Regions from separate parts of the Bombyx mori genome. Here region 2 is linked to region 1. A link is a contact called in public Hi-C data. All regions are on one chromosome and are shown on one strand. The core of a region is the stretch at or near the end of the contact, and the rest is flanking DNA. Distances in the headings are between cores, read along the strand shown.

Region 1 (3,669 bases), core at 633-3,132:
TATAGCCGTTTTTTAACATCATCAATGGAGATCAGACTGGGTGGGAAGATGACAAACTGTCTTCTTTATTGGTATTGACACGAAAGACGGTCCAGCCGGCAGATTCAAACACAACCATCGCCCGTACCATAAACATTTTTTTTTGTACAATGTTTCCTTATTAGGAAAGGAAAGGGTATCTAAAGTACCATAAACAATGTTAATAGGCAGCTGACAGACTCCGGACTGCGAGCACTCAAACAACATCACATACGTAATTTGATTGTTGGATTAATAGTATCGATCGATAGGCCTCAGTTCTGAAGTGTGACAATTCAAAAAAATATGTTCTTGTCGCAGTTAGGAAATTAAATAGCATGGTAGTTTGATCTGTGCATTTCAATGTTACAATGTATTTCAATTTTAATTTCAATATTTCATTTCACTTAATATTAATTTTACAAAAATATTGTCTTTTTAAATCATTCATTTAATTTTTTTTCATTGATGACAGCCGCAACGTAGAACCTTTCTTTTAAAGTCTAGTTTCTCTTATAATGAATAATATCCCATATTTATGTTAATTGCTGTATAACTAACTGTTTAAGATACTTGTTACTCTGCAGAGCTGAGGTATCAGTTAATGTATATGTTATTAAATAATAAACAGCAAAATTCAATTAATAAATTTTGTATTTTGTTTCATTTTATTATTACAAATATGATTATTGCTTTTTGTACGCATCAATACTTCATTACGATGGTGTTCTCAAACCGCATTTCAAAAAATAAAATATTTACATAACCATGTATTAGAGAAATTAAAATAATCATTAAAATTTTCATAAAGCTAACGCTTAATGTTCAGATATTTTAAAATTTTATGTATTAATATTTATTTATTTATTTTACACAATCCATAATAACAATACTTTACAAAACACAAACAAAAATTATATACTAGAGTCAAAGTTTCAACCGTTTCTTTAATACATTTACAATCCATGTTACTTCAGCATTAAAGGCCCTAACTTACGATGCATATTTACATAATTTACATGACAAAAAGATTACTAAAAATAAAAACAATTGAACCATGACTCTTCTACATACAATTTTATTTATTACGTGAAACGCGTGTTTACGAAATCACAAACAATTCAATAATTTAAGCTCAGCTTGAAAATCTCACAATTTTTATTTATTAGCTTACACGGGTGACAAGCTCAGGACCCACCTGATGGTAAGTGGTTACCAGAAGCCATAGATATTACAACGTAAACGCCGCCAACCAACTTTAGATATGAGGTCTAATTCTCAATTGTGCTGCATAACACTTTCTCAAACCTTCAAATCGGAATACATTACTGCTTCACAGCAGAATTAGGCAGATCAGTAATATCAGCCCAGGCGGGCTTACATTACGCACTACCACCAGTAAAACATTAACATTAATTCACTATACAAGATATAGATCGTTTAGATCTGTCACAGTCATAAAAAAATATTTAGCACACAATCTTAACACAACAAGTCCACGTCAGTTATATTCAACCCCAACTATTACATTACATTAAACTAGTTACATTTAATATAGTATAACAATTTCATTAACTATTCTATTTATAACATTTTTATTGACACAATTTCGATAATCACAATTGACTGACGTGGAAAACCTCAAAATGTCGATTTCAACAAACCTGTATCAAATCGACACAAGTTATAAACTCATTAGTTATGTGCACTGTGAGATTTTCACACCGAGAGTTGTCCCACACTACGCCACACATATAGTAGTGTCAATAACGTCACAGATGAAAGGCACGATTCCCAACATTCACAGGATCCACTACGGCAAACACTAGAGATCAGCTCGGCGTCACCATGAGCACTCAACGACTAGTTCACACCGACTCACACTCGCGCACAGTACGTCTCATCGCGTTCGCCGCATCGGCATCGACAGTTCACGTGACAATCGCGTCGTTTTCGATCATAACAATACATATCTTCTGCGGCACGAACGACGCCACGGCCGAGCCTGCAGTTAGTCGTAGTCGATGTCCATGTTGTACCGGTCCGAGCCGAGCGACGACGACGAGGTGTCGGGCCAGCCGGAGCCCGACGAGCCCGAGTCGAAGCCCGAGAGCGTCACGTGCGCGCCCGTCGCCTGCATCATCTGCTGCAGCGCCGCCGCGAAACCTAGAACCATCAAATATATTATATAATATTTTACACTATGAATATTGTAAGTATAGATAGGGGATTGTTTAATAATCAAATGTTTGAAATTAAACTGAATAGTAATCAAAAATTTGTAGCTATTTAAAGTATTTAGATTTGTCATGAAAAATGCTCTATCACCATTCTGTTAATAAGTATAAAATTGTAGTTTTAAAAAAGGTTTTTTTTATTGCCCTTGTAGGCAGACGAGCATACGGCCCACCTGATGGTGAGTGGTTACCGTCACCCATGGACTTCAGCAATGCCAGGGGCAGAGCCAAGCCGCTGCCTACCGCAAATAGTTTTTATTTATTTTTAGAGAGTAAATAGTTTTTATTTTTTTCTAATGCAAATCCTATTTGGTTTTTGCATAATAGTTTTATGTTCGTAACATTTATGTTGCGAATTATAATCAGGAAGATGATACACACCAGACCGAGCATTGATTGAAGCTATTGACGGAGTACTACTGGCCGTAGACGTGGGCGGTTGCGTGGGCGGTAGCGGCGGTTGCTGGGTCGTGGCGGTGGCTGTGGTGTCTGTGGTGGTGCTTGTGGTATTGGTGATGGCTTCAGTATCGGCAGGCGGAGGATCTGCTGGGAGCAGCGAGCGCCGACAGATGGGACAGGTGGCGTGTAGCTGCAGCCACGGGGAGATACACGACGAGTGGAACAGATGCTCACATTCTAACCGCGATACTGTCTCGCCTGAAATGTGAATTACATATTTTGTTAACTTATCTTGATTAGTCACTGTTGATAGTTGTTACAAATGGCAAAGCTATTAATCCTAATTCATTCCTAAATCATAAGTAATATTAAGTAAAAAACATTTTATGCCTTACTACAAAAATTGTAAAAGTTTCACTCTTAATTATGTAAATTGATAAAAATATATTCATATATTCATGATGGTAATAATCAGTTCAGTAGGTTATTTATTTATTTTTTGTTAAATTTGTGAATGAGCTCACATATCATTCTAGCTATTTCATGCTATAGGATCTTAAATTGAGATGCTTGTGTTTTACTAACCTGTTTCAAAATTTTCCCAGCACACTGAACAAGCAGTCCCTTTAGCAGCATGATCCTCCGTGAGTATCTCCTGTGGTAATGCGGCTAGCTGATCCCGTGGTAGAGGAGGAGGCCCTGAGTTCTCCAACTGGCCTAGAAGTTGTGTTACTACTGCGTCTAAGCCTAATAACAAATTTAGTCTTTTAATCTTCATGAAAGCAATATCTAACAAAGTATTAAAACTTTATTGTTGTTAAATCTTTTCCATCTTCATTAAAGCAGTCTCAAAATGTATTCTATGAATGTAACAATTTAAAACCTTCCTTATGGATGTCAAGGCATTTTAGTTTGAATAAAGCTAATAAAAAAAAACAACACTATAGATCCACCAGGTCCATATTTTTAACAAAATTTAGATATCATAAGATAATAAAACGGATAAATTTTTTAC
Region 2 (3,669 bases), core at 811-3,310, 430 kb before region 1:
CACGTAGTGCCGACCAAAGTAAACTAAAGAATCATCACATTACAAGATGGACACTTCAAAAGTAAGCTATCGACTATAGATATTCCGCCATCTTGTTTTGCACGCCATTTTGTCATGAATCAATAAGTATTTGTTATACTTATTTATCAAAGCTACCTACGGTATAAAAGTTCGGATGTCTGATAGCTACTGTTACAACACACGTGAGACGTCGACCTCAAGTGCCAGGTCCGGTGGCGTCACGGCGACTACAAGCGTCGGTAACCGTATAACCCTGTATAGACAAAGAGCTTGCTTTTCCAAACTAATTTATTTTTAATTTGTATATAACAATCACAATTAATATTTAATATTATTTTTTTTATTTTTTAATAACTAAGGTCATCAATCATGATGCAAATTTCCTGAAACACTATACTAAGTGTGTGGATCGTGACTTGCCTTTATATGGGGAAGTTATAATAGGTTTTTGGATTCGTTGGTTAATAAGGTATAATAGGTTGAAGTCGTCGTGGCCTAAAAGATAAGACGTCCAGTGCATTCGTATGTAGCGGTGCACCGGTGTTCGAATCTCAGGCGGATACCAATTTTTGTAATGAAATACGTACTCACTAAATGTTCACGATTTACTTCCACAGTGAAATAATAACATCGTGTAATAAAAATCAAACCCGCAAAATTATAATTTGCGCAATCACTGGTGCTACCACCACCCTGCCTATATCTGCCGTGAAGCAGTAATGCGTTTCGGTTTGAAGGGTGGGGCAGCCATTGTAACTATACTGAGACCTTAGAACTTATATCTCAAGGTGGGTGGCGCATTTACGTTGTAGATATCTAAGGGCTCCAGTAACCATTTAAGCAATAAATAAATAAAACTCACTGAATGACTCTGATGAGTATGGGCCAGACGACCTTGACCCCGAGGAACGTGTTCCTCTCCGGTAGCGTGACGCTGAGGCATATCTCGGCCATCTTGAGCACGGAGAGCACGCCGTCGGACCTCATGTCGGCCATCATGTCGTCCAGCAGCGACAGGCAGCGGCCGCCGGCGCCCAGCAGGAACTCCTCGGGGCACAGCAGCGAGTACGCCTGCATTATGTACACCACGATGCGGTGGTGCTCCGTCGATTGCTCTGTAACGACGGACATCGGACTGGCTGGGGCACAATTGTACGACGGCATCCTACAACTTAACCTTGTATGTAGTAACTTTGTTAACAAACATCGGTTTTTTTTCCTTCCTGATAGCCTTGGAAGGCTATTTCACCTTAACTAGTAGGTGAGCTCATTGCATAGTTGAGTGGACGAGCTCACAACCCCTCTTGAGATATGAGTTCTAAGGTCTCAGTATAGTTACAACGGCTGCCCCACCTTTCAAACCGAAACGTATTACTGCTTCACGGCAGAAATAGGCAGGGTGGTAGTACCTACCCGTGGGGACTCACAAGAGGTCCTACCACCATGTATCTCGACGTCACAGGTTAAAATGGACAGCAGATGGGGTCCTCTTGGTGGGAGCAGTCCGTCGGCATGACCACGTACCTATGATGGGGTACAAGTTCTCGGCGAGCTGTATCGTGGCGGGGTCGGCGCTGGTGGACGTCTCCAGCACGGCGAGCCACAGTTCCAGGGCGTCCTCCAACAAGTACACGTGCGCCGGCTCCGACAGCCGCGTGGACTCGTTGACGACGCTCAGGATCCACGGTCTAATGGTCAGTGTGCAATCGCCCAGCGCCTGGACAATAACATATTTTTAAGTAAACACTAAGTTACCGAGGCCGCTTTAGGCAAGTAGGAAACTGGATGTGCCTTTTTTGTGCAGCAGCAGTAAGGGCCACGAGTAACTTCAACTTAACTCACTCAATCTCACGCGTCAAGTTGAATTTTTTAAGTTCTTTAGAATCGTTGCGATTTCAAACTCGATGAAACGAAAAAATAAATCCATAGTTTTTTTAATACAGCGCCATCTATGAGATTTTTTTAATACTAACGTGTGTATGAAACCTCTTGTAGTGAATTTTAATTTAGGACTATACGTGAAGTTAAAAAATAAATTCACAGAGGGCGCTACCTCATACTAAAAAATATTATTTATAATCTATACTGATATACGAGTCGTCTATTATCAAAGGTGGCAATCTGTACATTTGGACAAAAAAATTTTATTGATATGTCAATACAGATTTATTTGAATATAATCGTCTCCTTCAAAGAATACTTCAAAGAATTTAGGACAAATGTATTTTAATTTTTGAAGGTTTCATTTCTACTGAATTGCACACATATATTATTTTTTTATGAAAATTGTTCAAGATCACATTTTAAATTTTTTTTATTGCCTTTGTAGGCAGACGAGCATACGGCCCACCTGATGGTGAGTGGTTACCGTCGCCCATGGACTTCAGCAATTCCAGGGGCAGAGCCAAGTCGCTGCCTACCGTAAAATACAAAGATGCAAATGATTCGTCAAATATAGTAGTAAGGATAATTTTAGCCGACGGTAGAGGGGACGTACCTTGAGCAGGTGCACGAGGGCGGACAGTGCGGCGGCCCGCAGCATGTTGTGCTGGTGCGCGGCGGCGTGGTGCCACAGCTGCGGCAGGTAGGCGGTGAGCGACCCCGCGCCCCCGCCCCGCGCCACGCCCGCCCCGCAGCGCTCCGTCACGCACGACACCACGTGCAGCACGTGCATCTTGGTGTCGCACTCCTCCGACTCCACCTGCACACGCGCCGCGCGGTGTATTGTAGTGGAATTCTCTATTTAACTTTAATTCTAATCTTTCTTTTTTTCACGTGGAAGGAAAGAGAAGTCGAGGAAGATTGCCAACCAGGTGGACGGACATGGTCAAGGAGGCCACAAACACCAGCGTCCCGGGCGCCATTAAGCAGGCCGAATGCAGGCAACTTGGAGGAAGCTAGAGCAAAAACTGGACCAAGGTGGTCACTACCTTCAGTAATGAGGAAATGACAAAGAAGAAGAAGATCGGCTCTAACTTTGATAAGAATTGCTTGCAAAGTAACTTTTTTCAATAGGTACACTTTTATTAGCTTCAGACGTATGTATGTTAGTATGTAACAGAATCTTTAAACATGATTTTGACCCCCTTCAAAACGTCGGATTAACTCGAAATTTGGGATACTTATTAAGGAAAAATGACAATTCAATATAAAAAAAATGAAAAATAAATAATAGTTTAAAAAACTAACAAAATACGCTTTTATAGAAAATCCAACTGAAAAATAGAAAATAAATTTTAATAAATTTGAATTAAAAATAGGGTAAGAAAAAATTCTTTTATTGTAAAAAAAAAAAAGCGTGGGGTGCTTTTCAGGATATTATCTTAATAACCCTTCTACTCATATCTGTTCATAAAATATTTATAACTACTGATACCATGCATAATTTCTAGAGATGAAACGGATAGTGGTTTAGCCGAATACCGAATACCGAATATTCGGCAAGCTGCGAGGCCGGAGCGCCGGATATTCGGCCCTTTCAGAAATATTCGTGCGCGTTCGGGTGTTGTCGCATTCACCACAATTTGCCACTGTTTAATTTTGAGTATTAAACTTCGATCATAATATTATTGATCGAAGGTATTAAACAAACGAATTAATCAAACAATCACTTTTGACGTGCGCTTATGAAAACAAAAGTTGTCCATA

What was found. A called contact is a pair of places that touch in the nucleus more often than the background predicts.
Region 2: a Hi-C map of middle silk gland shows a contact between it and region 1, with 1.9 times the contacts expected there. The contact joins two enhancer-like sites.

The regions. Positions count from the first base shown.
Region 1 is chr21:1,842,909-1,846,577 of ASM3026992v2, reverse strand. It overlaps LOC101739542 (E3 ubiquitin-protein ligase RNF126), which reads right to left. Exons shown (of 7, transcript XM_038018525.2): 5 at 3,240-3,401; 6 at 2,637-2,912; 7 at 655-2,184. The coding sequence ends at 2,030. Among protein-coding and RNA genes, the nearest start is that of LOC101739542, 6.5 kb to the right of the region's middle. Within about 2 kb of position 1,882, at least 5 of the 8 cell types and tissues checked have open chromatin away from gene starts, as enhancers often do.
Region 2 is chr21:2,277,357-2,281,025 of ASM3026992v2, reverse strand. It overlaps LOC101744982 (importin-11), which reads right to left. Exons shown (of 17, transcript XM_021347628.3): 11 at 2,519-2,722; 12 at 1,546-1,738; 13 at 884-1,136. Among protein-coding and RNA genes, the nearest start is that of LOC101744982, 9.4 kb to the right of the region's middle. Within about 2 kb of position 2,060, at least 7 of the 8 cell types and tissues checked have open chromatin away from gene starts, as enhancers often do.